Regions from separate parts of the Zea mays genome. Here regions 1 and 2 are each linked to region 3. Evidence: chromatin contacts called from public Hi-C data. All regions are on one chromosome and are shown on one strand. The core of a region is the stretch at or near the end of the contact, and the rest is flanking DNA. Distances in the headings are between cores, read along the strand shown. Region 1 holds the start of LOC100286124 (dynamin-2A). Region 2 holds the start of LOC109940202 (pentatricopeptide repeat-containing protein At3g61520, mitochondrial). Region 3 holds the start of LOC103629954 (alpha-mannosidase 2).

Region 1 (4,857 bases), core at 2,327-4,826, 290 kb before region 3:
TTCTAGTGCCAAATCGGGACCTAGAATTTGTCCAGATTCAAACCTTCCTTTTGGGACGGAGGTAGTTTTTATCATTGGGCCTGGAAGAGTGGTCTTAGCAGTGCTGTAGAGCACAATAAAACATTGGGATGAGTGTAGACTACAATAGTTCAAAACGCAGCTAATATTCTTCTTCATTGTTTGTCTCTTGAGGGGTAGGGGAGAACAAAAGTAAATGTGTAGAAGCTAACACATAATTCTGGTGGTTTATTTTCTTACTGATTATTTGGGGCGTACCTCTTCAACACATAGTCGTGATGGCTCCTTTGCCATTTCCAGTACTATTTTTATTAAGGATCTCAACCCTTTCTCTGGAGATATCAAATATGGTTGATAACCATCTGCTTCCAAGACAATCTATTGTGTGGAGAGAAATGTGTTTAATCATGTGCTAACTGCCAACCAGAGCTCAATGTAAAATTGGAAGTGATCATACCCTTTTGACGTTGTTGAGATCGAAATGTCGGTCCAACGGTAGCTGTTTAATTCTGTCTGGAAACTTGCCTTCAAAACTTGCAACAATTTTCCATCCAGATCCCTATTACATTAAAAACAGTAAACTTTGTTACTGACATCATTATCAACTATCTAGGAGGTATAACCACATAACCAAATTTGAAGTGTAAGTTCATTACTAACCTCACCAGATGTTATGTGAGCAAGAAACTTGTCCTCAAATTCTCGGCACAGCTCCAAAGCAACTGCTCGGGTTCCTTCGGCACTTTGTACCATAGATTCTCCCAGCCTTGCCAGTTCATCTTGCACCATTTGAGACTTACCCTGAAGTCTGAAATTGCAGCACAACAAGTGGGTTTCATTTTAGCAAAATATGAATTAACACCATCATAGTGAGAAGAATTTGTGTCCCAATATATAGCGTTTATATCTAAGTATTAGATGGCACATAGCAGATACAATGTTACTGAAGAACAAGACATAATTCTTACCCACTCAATAGGTTAGGAACCCGCACTTTCATTCTTTTACGGATTTGCTTAGCAATTGTGTCAACCAAAGCAATTCTACCAAGCTTATTCTGAGGAGATCCAGTTAAGATGTTTTTCAGGCTTTCAGCTTCAGCTCTCCAGGCTGTTTCTAGTGAGTTTTCAGACCCAACTGATTGTGCTGACGCAATTGCAACAGATTGTCCAATTAGAGCAACCCACTCAATGTCAGGAAGGTTTTTTGGGCCCTTGTTTGACAGTAGGGCCTGAACACAGGCTATAGTTTTTGCATCTCCATTTGCTTGATCAACTTTGCTTATAACACCAACTGTTCTTGTCCCTACAGTTACAGTGAATGAAAATACATCAGTTTCTATAATACAATGGCAATGAAATTACCGTGATATTTTAAGATAAGACAGACCATCTGCATCGATATCCTTGGCCAACCTCAGAGCTCGAGATGATGCAACATCAGCAGCTTGCATTGCGGGTATGACAATGAGCAGTATTGCATCATTGTGCCCAGCATACTCATTGATCTAAAGTAAGAAACAATCAGCACTCCGCTAAAGAGTAAGCAAATTGATGGCCTTAAAAGAACTAGATGTGATCTCCATAAGTACAATGTGTAAGGAAAATTCAAAAACTATAAAATAAAATGAAACAAGCTGCAGAGAAACGAAAGCTATGTTCTAGTGGTCCTAAGATGCGAAAGGGACTCTAGCTGAGTTGGTTAGGTGGTCAGAGTAGCACTTATCAGGTCCTGAGTTCGACTCCCTGTGAGAGATAATTTCGTACTGAGGTTAAAAATCTCCTCACCAGTTCTACACCAAAGCACAACTCTAAGACCCAGCCCTGGCTGTGGTCATTCTCATATGAGCTACGGTGCCGCTGTGTATGGGTAGGACATGGGTCCAATGGTTTTCTTGACTTGCATAAGGACTTCTTAATGCAATACATGGGGCTGTTTTACCCGCGCAGGTCAAGTTTTTTTATTGGTCCCAAGATAAAATGTGTAGCTTGTGTTTCAAGATTCAATGGTCTGATGAAAGTTCATTGTGGATATTATGGTGCAACCAGTTAATCAGCACTCCACCTAATCTCTAAGCATCTATGTCTAGCAAAAATAGTTTAGAAATAATTCAAATACCTACCATGGAATCATCAACAGCTCCAATGGTCTGATGAAAGTTCATTGTGGATATTATGGTGCAACCAGTTAATCAGCACTACACCTAATCTCTAAGCATCTATGTATAGCAAAAATAGTTTAGAAATAATTCAAATACCTACCATGGAATCATCAACAGCTCGCTGGTCTATCCCAGGTAAATCAATCAGCTTTAATGAGGGAGCTGAACAAAAGGCAAGAAAAATACGGTGAGGATTTCATAAAGCAGCACAGCAAATAAAAGCAAACTAACAAAGCATATTTAGTACAGAAATTATGTGTGGGTTCACCAATGTTAGAACATATAAACATGTACCCGTAAATGATTATACTGCTCTACAGGCAACTTGCCAACACAGAGCGTGCAAAACTCACAAGCATACATATCCCAGCTGTTATTTCATCATCGTTCAATTTACGCATATCATTTTTCAACACCTTACACCATCACCAAAAGTATGAGCATATACTCAACACCTTGTTCTGTACGATGCTGGTGAAACGGAAAGAAAAACAGCTGCATAGTTGCTTAAATGGTTATACTACTCGCAGCACAAACAAACCTGTACTGGTCCGCAGTTTGAGGTAAATCTCATCAACACGGCCCCTCCCTGATCCACCAGATGCTCCCCTGCTGAGTCTGTCCTGCAGTGAATGCCGGAGAGCACCTGCAGCACAGCAGAACGAACCAGGAAATTTCAAGGTCAAGATCAGGCTCAGTCCCAAGCTTCCAGAACTCGCTAATAGATGCATGAAGCACGGCCACGAGATCCAACTTACTTGCGGAAACCTGCTGCGACTTGCTGTCGATCTGCAGCACGATGGACTTGCTGCTGAGCCCCGGCTCCCTCTGCAGGTCAACCACTATCGGCGCCCGCGTCGCCCCGTTCTCCCCCGTCGGCTGCACCGCACACCAATACCATCCAAATCCAGTAAAAAACACAGCACGACAAGGGAAAAGGGACGAAAGGGAACTAAGCTGCTCGGCTAGGAGGTAGGAGCTCACCAAGACCGGGTGGCCGATGAGGCTGTTCAGCACGGCCGACTTGCCAGCGCCCTACATGAACAAACGGATCGGAAAAGATCAGATCGGGTCACACGAGCAGTAGTGCGGCACGCTAGCAGCAGGAGCAGATCGCGAGGGGTCTAGTGTGCTGAGAACGGCGGAGGACCGATACTCACGACGTTGCCGAGGGCGACGGCGTTGAGGAAGGTGGTGGGGCGACGCGGCGCGGCGTCGTCGGAGGGGTCGTCGTCGGCGAGGAGTGACGCCGCCTGGCGCATCGACTCGGCGAGCTCCGATAGCTCCTCCATGGCCTCCATGGTCAGTGGTCTCCCCGACGGCGGATCTCGACTGGAGGAGGCAACTGGCGGCGAAGGAGGAGACCCAGACCTGAGCTCTGACGCGGATTTGAAATCTACACGGGGATGGGATGGGAGAGACGTGGGGGGTGATGGATTTGGGCGACACACGAGAGGGACAGACTCACATACAGCGGAGAAGGTGGGACTGGAGGAGGCGAGGAGCACATCAACGGACTCGTTTGCTTGCTTGGCTGCGAAGGTGCACATTTATTTTATTTTTTTGCAATAATTACCATTGTAACTTTAGATTATTGGATCCATATGTCATTGACTCATGTGAATCTTACATGTAAGTGAGATAGCAATAATATATTAATATATGTCTAAAGTTGTAATCTTCTAATGGTATAGATCCAAATTTTCTTTTTTAGACAATTTACTACTAAAAAATATCAGGTTATTTTCTTGATCTTTAAATTATATTTTTTTCTACATAACATTAAATATAAATTTAGTTCTACTACCATTAGTTCTAATATCCAACGGGATAATTTTTATATAAGGGCTAGTTTTGAGAACCCTATTTTCAGAAGGGATTTTCTTTTTTCCAAGAAAAAATTAGTTCATTTTCCCTTGGAAAAATAGAGTTTCCAAACTAGCCCTAAAAATATGATTTTACCTTTATTGAAGATAGATATAATTTGTTGTTAAGTGTAATATATTTCTATGATAATCTAAAGTGCACTATTTTAATATAAACACTTAAATTTGTATTAAAGTTGTAATAAAAATAACGTTGTTATTTTTTTTGAAATATTGTGATCATTCAACTTTAAATCTCTACATTTATAATTTTTTAAATAGTTTGTAGTACATTGTTTTAATATAAATAATGATAGTAATTTTTATTACAAAATTTAATACAAAATAAGTATTTATTAAAATAGTTTACTACAAATTATTATTGAAATATATTACAACAAATTATATGGGCCACCTTTAATAAGGATAAAATCATCTTTTTACATGAAACTTAACACAACTAGAGACAAGACTAATGGTTCGGTAGCCTAGAGCGGTTAATAGACTATACCTAAAATTTTCACCAAAAACTTCAAAATAAAGTCAAATTACCAATTAGACTGTTGTTAGCCGGTTCAACCGCTACCAGGGGCACTTGAACCACTATGAACCAGTTCAACTGCGAGAGTAGATCTAAATCAAGAACAACGCGGATAATAATAAGAGTTTCTTTTAGACACGAGTTCTAGGGACAATCTAGATGAAAATGTTATGGAAGTGAAGCAACTCTACAAAATCCACACGCGCGAAGAATCACACAACTCCTTGCTTGTTAAAGATAAATCACAAAGATGAACACAACAAGAACACAAG
Region 2 (4,490 bases), core at 1,083-3,582, 380 kb before region 3:
TTGTTTGTCTGTGACCAAGCTCTCCACATTTTTTGCATCGTACATGGCCTCTTTTCATTTGCCTACCACCTTCTTTATTGGTTGTCTTAGGTTTACTCCCACCTTCCAGACAACCTTTCATTCGTAATTTCGAAGGACCATAATAAGCTCTCTAATCTTGTCTACTAGTTGAACTACTGGCAGGTCTTTGTGGTCTTTGACCCAGTTGTTGAAACGCTCTGCTAAATTGTTGTTGATGTAGTCGCATTTGATATCTGGATCAAAAGTACTCCTCATCCACTTGAACTTGTGATCTCTATTTAGCCAGGTAATGACTTAAGGGCCAGAATGCAAAATGGGCCCAATATGTCTATCAAATTCAGCTTGTCTATATGCTCTTGCAGTAGGATACATTCCTCTGTAACTATTTCCATGGAATCTTTTGATGAAATTTTGCATCATATGTCTGAAACATTCTCTCTTATCATCTTGTGGGAAAACTAGTTCCACAACAGTCATCAAACCCTTGCCGGCATCAGTACAAATAGCTAGTTTCTCCATATTCCCTATGGCCCTTCGAAGTTGTGTCATAAACCAAACCCAATTATCCTTGCTCTCAGAATCCATGAACCCAAACGCAATCTGGTACATCCAATTGTGTCCATCTAACATTGTTGCAGCTGCTAGGTGACCATTCCATCTACCATTGAGTGCAGTTGAATCCACACTTAGGTAAGGCCTACACGCAGCACGAAACCCTTCTGTACAAGGCTCAAGTGCACAGAAAAATCTATGGAAGTACACATTTTCATCTACAACTTGGGTGTCTATATCCACCACACTATTAGGGGCTTTTATCAAAATTTCTTCCTTCCACCTATACAACATACTAAAATTATCATCCCAATTGCCATACATCTCTTTTAAAGCTTCCTGCATTCCTTTCCAAGTCACATCATAACTGACCTACAGTTGTAAGTGTCTTGTAACCTCTTTTGCAAAGCCTTAGCACCAAGCGAAGGCTCATTTCTTAGTAAAGGCAAAGCCTTTTGAGCTACCCAAGCTTGATTGGCATTCCCATAACTTATCCGGCTGCTAGAAGCACATTTATGCTCATTCACTAAGACGATGACCTTCAAAACAAAATAATGATGTAAGTAACACCAACTTATGTGAACTAAATTATACAATTGAAGAGAAGCAGAAGAAAAGGTTAGTACCATAACACTAGAATCCGGTCTTGTAGAACCATTCAGTTTCCAAGGGCATGTGCAATCATTCCCTTTGCAGTACACTCTATATCTATTTCTATCCGACTTTGTTATTCCAAGCTCAAACTCCTCATTTATAGCATATTGCCTCACAGCTAGTCTAAACTCTTTCATCGATGGATATAGAGTACCCAACTTCAGATCAGGGTGATCAACATCGTGCAATATATTGACCATTTCTGCATTTTCATCATCAACTGGCATAGCAACATCTAGATCACTTGGATCAAAACTGTTACTTTCTGATGTAAAATGATATGCAAAGTTACTTGGTTTCGGGTGGGTTCGATTCATCTCCTCTTCCTCATCTCCAAGTCCCAAGAACGCATACATCTCATCCTCATCACAGATTCTAAACATATCACCATGATCCCCATTATCCTTATTTTCAGCATTCTCAATAATAAAGCTACTCCAGTCAATAGACATGGTGTCATCATCATTACCATCCATGATGCGAGCACGCAATTGTCACCACCTATTTCTAGTGTTAGCACAAATTATTACACATAATGATGAAAACAAATGTTGCAAAATAAGGTGCTGCCACAAGAGCTGCGACAGAGGGGAGGGGATAGGTTACCTGCAGAAGCAAGTGGCGCGACAGGATCCTATCACAGGCTTCGACGACCCCCTATTTCCACTAGCTCGACGCCGACTCACATCCGACTGTGTAGGAAGAGAAAAGGTTACAGAGTGTAGGGAAAGAGCAGGGGAAAGAATACAGAGGGAAATGGGAAGATCACCTGAAAAGAGGAGAAGGTCGTCGTCAACGTCGCCGATGTGCCGCAGCGAAGAAAGGGTTCGCCATTGAGTGCGGCCGCGTCGTCCAGAGAAGGAGGTAGAGAAGAGAAGAAAGGCTGCGTGCGACGAAGAAGACGGGAGGAGACGGTGTTGCGTTCAGGCGTAAGGGCAAAATCGGCACATAAAGACGCGGGCCCACCTGCAGAAACGCCAAAAGCCCCGCTAACCTGTTTTGAAGAGCAACGATGTTTGAGTGATCTGTTTTGACGACCCGGCCACGAAACGGTGTATTTCGCAGAGCGGCAACTTAAAGTGACCTGTTTTGCCAAATTCCTCACGGCCGGCTGTATCGGCGGTCTGCCTAGCACTGCCTTCTTGATTTGTCCTCACTGAGCCGCTGCCGTCCACCACCATGTCGTCGACCCGGCGTCTCGTGCCGTCTGCTGTCCACAAGCTCCGATCCCGCCGCCGCCTCTCCTCCACCTCCTCTCCCACCCCCAACAGCCCAAATGCCGCAGCCATCCTCGCCATCCTCCTCCATGGGCACACCCCCTCCGCCGCCACGCTGTCCCTCCTCCGCTTGTCGCCCGGCCTCGCCTCCGAGCTATACGCCCTCATCGCTGAGCCATCCCACGCTTTCACGCCTGCTTCCCTCGCTTCCCTCCACTCCCTCGCGGCCCGCCACCGCATCCCGCCTCCCTCTGCATTGCTCCTTTCCAAGCTCGTCAGGCGCTTCTCCTCCCCAGCCGAAGCTGCAGGATTCTTGCGCGACTCCCTCGCATCGGGCGCGCCGGCGCCGGACATTTCCATCTTCAACAGCCTCCTTACCGCGCTTGGCCGCGCTGGCAACCTGCGCGGCATGACGGAGCTGTTCACGTCCATGCGAGATGCCTCCGTCAAGCCCGATGTAGTCACATATGGGATACTTCTCAACGGGCTTTGCAAGTCAGGCCACGTTGGGGACGCGCTCAAGGTGCTCGACCGAATGTCCAGCCCAGGCTCTGACGTCTGCCCGGATATTGCCATATTGAACACCGTAGTGGATGGGCTGTGCAAGATTGGGAGGCTGCAGCAGGCCATTATATTCGTGGATGAGCGGATGAGGCACGTGCATGGGTGTGCGCCCAACGCAGTTACGTATAACTGCTTGGCTGATGCGTTTTGCCGAGTGGGGGATATTGGCATGGCTTGCAAAATTGTGGCGAGAATGGAGAAAGAGGGTGTGGCACCTAATGTTATCACGATGAACACAATTATTGGTGGCTTATGCCGAGTTGGGAGGGTTGGTGCTGCACTGGAGTTCTTCCGTGAGAAGAGAACAGTTTGGCCGGAGGCCAGGGGAAATGCTGTGACCTATAGCACTTTGGCTAGTGCTTTCCTCCACTGCAACAATGTGGACATGGCAATGGAATTGTTCCATGAGATGGCGGACCATGGGCATCGACCGGACGCAGTCATGTATTTCACCATGATATCTGGATTGACACAAGCAGGGCGGTTGCTGGATGCTTGCACCACTGCGGCATCGATGAAGAAGGCAGGATTTAAGTTAGACGCAAAGGCATACAACATTCTGATTGGTGGATTTTGCCGGAAGAAAAAGTTGCATGAGGCCTATGAGTTGCTTGAGGAGATGAAAGGAGTTGGTCTTCAGCCAGATGTGTACACCTACAATACCCTGTTGTCTGGTTTGTGCAAAGCAGGAGATTTCTCAGCTGTGGATGAATTATTGGGGCATATGATTGATGATGGCTGCCAGCCTTCTGTGGTCACTTTCGGCACACTTGTACATGGATATTGCAAAGCTGGTAAAACAGATGAAGCATTGAGAATTTTCAGGTCCATGGATGAGGCCAGGATACAACCCAACACTGTAATATACAATACGCTAATTGACTTCCTCTGCAAGAGCAGAGAAGTTGATGTAGCTATCAAGCTGTTTGATGAAATGAGGGAAAAGAATGTGCCTGCAAATGTGACAACCTACAATGCATTGTTGAAAGGTCTCCAGGATAAGAAAATGGCAGAAAAGGCCTTTGAACTTATGGACCGGATGAGAGAAGAGAGGTGCACTCCTAATTATGTGACTGTGGATGTTCTTATGGAATGGCTGCCTGAAATTGGTGAAACAGAGAGATTAAAATGTTTCATGCAACAAAGGGATCAAAAGGATAACCATGTGCGAGGGCTGGGAGCCTAGTAAGCACAATGGATCCTTCCTTACTTGGTTGTTCTTTTGTTGCCAATCAGGTAAATTTGTTTCATTTTCTTTGTCTGGTTTTGTGGATTTGTAGTTATCGTAGGGTCTGATCCAGTGCTGAAGGCTCACACATGAGTCGGGTTTGGAGAAGGGACAAACCGAGGCAAGCCTTTTCCGCAAATAAGGAGAGGCTGCTTTGAACCCGTGACCCGGTGACCAAATGGGACAGCACTCATCACTGCACAAAGCCTTCCCTTTTATTTATAGTTATCAGAGAATGTAGAAAAATGGATTTG
Region 3 (4,417 bases), core at 1,076-3,575:
CTAAAATCCCCAAGTCCTCGCCTACTTGTAGGATGTCTTCATCCTCTTGGGCTAGGGGGTGTTCCATAGGTGCGAACCTTGGTGGTGGGGTGTCAGGTAGGAGGCTATCAGAACTGGTAGTGTGGATGCTGTCCTCTGGTGTAGTCAGGTCGTCAGTTCGAGGGTGCTTGATGTTTTCCATGCTAGTCTCATTATTCTCGGCCGTGAAAGGCAAGGTATTGTCGACGAATGTGACTTTGCCTTTCTTAGCAGTGAGGGCTACCTTTGTGGCTTCGTCCAGAGAGGTGTTGGTCCTGATGATTGCTTTTTAGGGGCCATCGTGGGTGTTGTTCTTCGAAGCACAAATGATGGGTGCCAAATGTTGGGACAAAAATCCATGGGCCTAAACACTCGGGAGCGAAACATCAGGTGGCATGACAAACACACCCCATATGCAATGAATTCCTCAACTAAGTCCCGACCATTGTTCATTATTCTAGCATGGCGCAATGCAGCCTCATCTCGATCCTTCTCCTTGACTTCGAAATCCAGGAATGCGTCAAAGGCCTGGCACCTGCCTCCTCTCCGTGCCAAAGGAGACGTGGACCCGTTGTTCCTTCCGGTACGACGAAGTCAACCACCTTCGACCCAGTTAGGGCTTCAGGTGGTATTCGAAGAATGACCTCTTCGTAGGTGAGCACACCTTATTGTCCTCGTCGTTAGGGCGAGGGGGCGGAGCCCATGGTCTCCGAGGTCCATCTCTGCGCCCTCTCTTCTTCCCTGTTTGATTGGCCCTACGCCTGATACTTTGGTAGTAAATTAATATACAAGGGGAAAATGATCGAGGGGGTGTTTTGCCTTCGCTCTAACACTGCAATTGCATCAATATCTGCTTGCGCATACACACAAATAGAATTTATGTCCATGCTCGTGCCCATCGGGGTTTCAGATGGTTTTTGGATATCCGTCGGATATGATAGACATAATCATTTTCAACAATTCAATAACATAATTAATTAAATTTCTTCCTAAATCACCATCATACACAATTAAAAACCTAATAAAAGAATTATTATGGACATTCGGGGTACAACCAAGGGCACTGGAGCTTGGAAGGGACAACTGCCAGCGGTGCTGCGGTCTATGGGACTTGATAGGAGCCACGAGGCACAACGCACGAAGCCAACAATGCTAAAAGGGCGGCCAACAATGGGGAATTGAGAGCGTTAGGCATTGGGTTCATGAGGTTAGGGTCTACTCTTTATTGTGTAATATGAGTTAGCCAAAAAAACTATGGATCGATTGCGAATATCCAATGATCGGATAACCACAAGTGGGAGGTAATATCCTAATCCATACCTGCCCGACTTCGGATTGGATATGGGTCTGACCCATAGGTTAAAAATTGTATCCATGTCTAACTCCATCCGAATCCACTGATCAAGTTACCGTTCCTAGCTATAATGTGGCACCAAAACCCAGTAGCCATCTCGCAGCGCCAACTTAACGCCACACTGACGAACATGACACCCATATGTCAGTGAAGGGTTGAAGCACACCGTTCGTAATTCGGCTTCGTTCTGACTAAACTTACTCATCATAGGGCAAATGAGGTAAAAATCCTACTTTAGTCTCTCTTAGGCATCCATTGTTGACTAAAGAACTAAAGTTTAGGGGCTGTTTGGTTTGCTGCCTAACTTGCCACTGTTTGCCACGACTAAGGTTAGCCAAGTTTGACCAAGTTAGACATGTGTTTGGTTTGAAGCCACGGTTGTGGCAAGATTTTTCTCCTGCTATGTAGGTCCCACTTGTCAATGACGGGTAAAAGTGTGGCAAACTGTGGCGTAGAATTTGAGCGTCTAACCTTAGCCACCTTAGGCAAGTGCGGCATAAAATTATGTGGCAATGTTTTAGCACCATAGGTATAGAACCAAACAACCCCTTAGTCATCCACACGAGATTTGCCTTTTAGGGACTAAAAACGACTAAAGTTTTAGTCACAAAACTTTAGTGACCTAAGGGTGTGTTTAGTTTGACTTTTGGTTTAGGCTGTTACCCCATAAAAACCAAAAGCCAAACCAAAGGGATGGATGCAGGAAGCAGTTTTTTCTAAAAACCGGCTTTCTCGTAGTGCAAAACTGAAAGCACCCCTGGACCTGCTTTTAGTGGCTTTCAGATGGAACCGTGAAAACATATATCGAAGAACTTTTAACAACTTTAGTGGTTTCCATCAAACGATTTTTAGTTTTTTAATAGCTCACAACCTACAACAGCTTTTTACATAGCTCACAGCCTACAACAGCTTTTTTCATAGCCACAACCAAATCAAACAAAGCCTAGATTTTTAATAGCTTACAACACACAACAACTTTTATATAGCTTATAGTCTACAACAGTTTTTTTCACAACCACAGCCAAACCAAACAGAACCTAAACCAAACTGGACCTAGTACATAGCTCTTCCACTCACGAATCCCGACTCTCCAATCCCACCCGAATATTGCTGGGCTGGGCCGGGCCGGGCCGGGCACGGGAGGAAAGGCGCATCGCGCACCCACAGACCCACTCGAGACGACAGACGATCCCGCGCGAGGTCAGTCAGGCCACTCCATCCCGACCCCGAAACCGGCGGCGATGCATTTCTTCTCCGGCAGTGGCGGGGCCCGCTCCGGCGCGCTACTCCCCACCACCTCCAAGCCGAAGGCGCACCACCACCTCCGTTCCAAGTCCTCCCTCTCCGTGCCCGCCTTCTCCCGCCGCCGCGGGGGGCTCTACTCCGCGTCCTCCCCCTACTCCCGGCGCGCCCTCTGCCTCGCGGCGACGGCCTTCGCGGCGCTCTTCATCCTAGCCTTCATCCGTCTCGGTTTCCCCTCATCCCGCTCCGCTGCGCTGTCTTCCCCCACCCGTCGCCGCGCGCGCCTCACCCGCAGCCCCGCCTTTCGCCACCGGGACTCGGCCGCGGCAGCCGCCGTATCGGCTCGGATAGGACGCGAGGCGCCCGTGGATATCACGACGAGAGACCTCTACGACGGGATCGAGTTCAGCGACGTTGACGGTGGTGCGTGGAAGCAGGGGTGGGAGGTCAAGTACAGGGGCGACGAGTGGGACACCGAGAAGCTCAAGGTCTTCGTCGCGCCTCACTCGCACAACGACCCCGGCTGGATCCGCACCGTGGAGGAGTACTACCAGCGCCAGTCGCGCCACATTCTTGATACCATCGTCGAGTCCCTCTCCAAGGTCCTTGTGTTCTCGCCACTCGAGATTTGCTTTTGGGTTTTGGCTCTTGGTGCTCTTCTCCTTTTGACGATTGTCAGGACTCAGGATTCTGCTGTGGTATAGGATTCGCGAAGGAAATTCATATGGGAGGAGATGTCATACCTGGAGAGGTGGTGGCGCGACGCGACGCCCAAGATGCGAGAGGCATTCGCTAAGCTTGTCCGTGACGGGCAGCTCGAAATTGTGAGCGGTGGATGGGTCATGAACGATGAGGTGAGAGGGATGCAAAATTTTGTGGTTTAGATGGGGTTTAAGGAGTAAACCGTAGCTTCTGTCTCCTTGCTTTTGTTTTCCATTGTCATCCCAATATGCTATGCGTCCATCATCTGTCTAGGCCATGAACGAAATGAATTTCATTTCACGTTTTATTACCTGGCTGTCTAGTCGATTACAAATGAATTCCGCCGTGCTTGTAGGACTGATACCGAATTTCATTGTTTCTCCTTGCCCACATTGTGATCTCAAATCTTAGGGAGGTATGCACTTGATGCTTTTGATATGAATTGGTTGTAACTTATTTTGGTCTTATATCTCGTTGGTTTGTGTACTTGTAGTTTCTGTGCTTAGGAGTCGATTCAGGCCTAGTGTCAGGTGTGACTCTTGTGCTACATGGTCACTTCAAGCTTAGAGAATCTACAGATTCTGTGGGCAATTGAGCATTTACATGTTTTAAATAGCGGGCGATAAAATTTACCGGAGAGGCCTGCTCAGCTGCTATAGCCCACTATTTAGTACAATGGTATTGTAGCGACAACTGTTGTGAGCTGGTATAGCGCCACGATAGCCTACATGAACTATCGTGCCCGGATTTGTTTCTCTGGAATTTGCATATATTAGTACACATGTTAAAGAGATTCAACAGTCAGGGTTATGACTAAATGATCACACACAGCACCGGCATGTTTATTTTTTATTTCCTTTAGCATGTTGCTTCTGCTATGAGCTTGTTATTATTAAGCCATTCATTGTTCAACAGATATTGTGCTCTTTTATTCTATATCAATGAAACTAGCGTGTTTTATAACACTGTACTCTTTCTGTTGGTTTAATCTTTTCTAGCAAAGTATTTCATCATATTCATATTTCTCTTTAAAAGGAAGCTACATTGAATTCCCTTTGTTTCTCAATGCAGGCAAACTCCCACTACTTTGCCATCATAGAA

The links. A called contact is a pair of places that touch in the nucleus more often than the background predicts.
Region 1: a contact with region 3 is called in a Hi-C map of leaf, with 2.8 times the contacts expected there. The contact joins the promoter of LOC100286124 here to the promoter of LOC103629954 in region 3.
Region 2: a contact with region 3 is called in a Hi-C map of ear, with 1.8 times the contacts expected there. The contact joins the promoter of LOC109940202 here to the promoter of LOC103629954 in region 3. A contact is called at or near these places in 2 of 25 Hi-C or Micro-C datasets (ear and tassel).

The regions. Positions count from the first base shown.
Region 1 is chr6:126,139,569-126,144,425 of Zm-B73-REFERENCE-NAM-5.0, reverse strand. LOC100286124 (dynamin-2A) reads right to left here and starts at 3,576. Exons shown (of 22, transcript NM_001159012.2): 1 at 3,340-3,576; 2 at 3,164-3,214; 3 at 2,938-3,058; 4 at 2,721-2,825; 5 at 2,280-2,341; 6 at 1,408-1,525; 7 at 987-1,323; 8 at 679-826; 9 at 476-577; 10 at 277-396. The coding sequence starts at 3,480.
Region 2 is chr6:126,231,083-126,235,572 of Zm-B73-REFERENCE-NAM-5.0, reverse strand. LOC109940202 (pentatricopeptide repeat-containing protein At3g61520, mitochondrial) reads left to right here and starts at 2,332. Exons shown (of 4, transcript XM_035960145.1): 1 at 2,332-4,490. The coding sequence starts at 2,407. The coding sequence ends at 4,194.
Region 3 is chr6:125,846,798-125,851,214 of Zm-B73-REFERENCE-NAM-5.0, reverse strand. It overlaps LOC103629954 (alpha-mannosidase 2), which reads left to right and starts at 2,325. Exons shown (of 4, transcript XM_008651052.3): 1 at 2,325-3,216; 2 at 3,319-3,468; 3 at 4,388-4,417. The coding sequence starts at 2,614.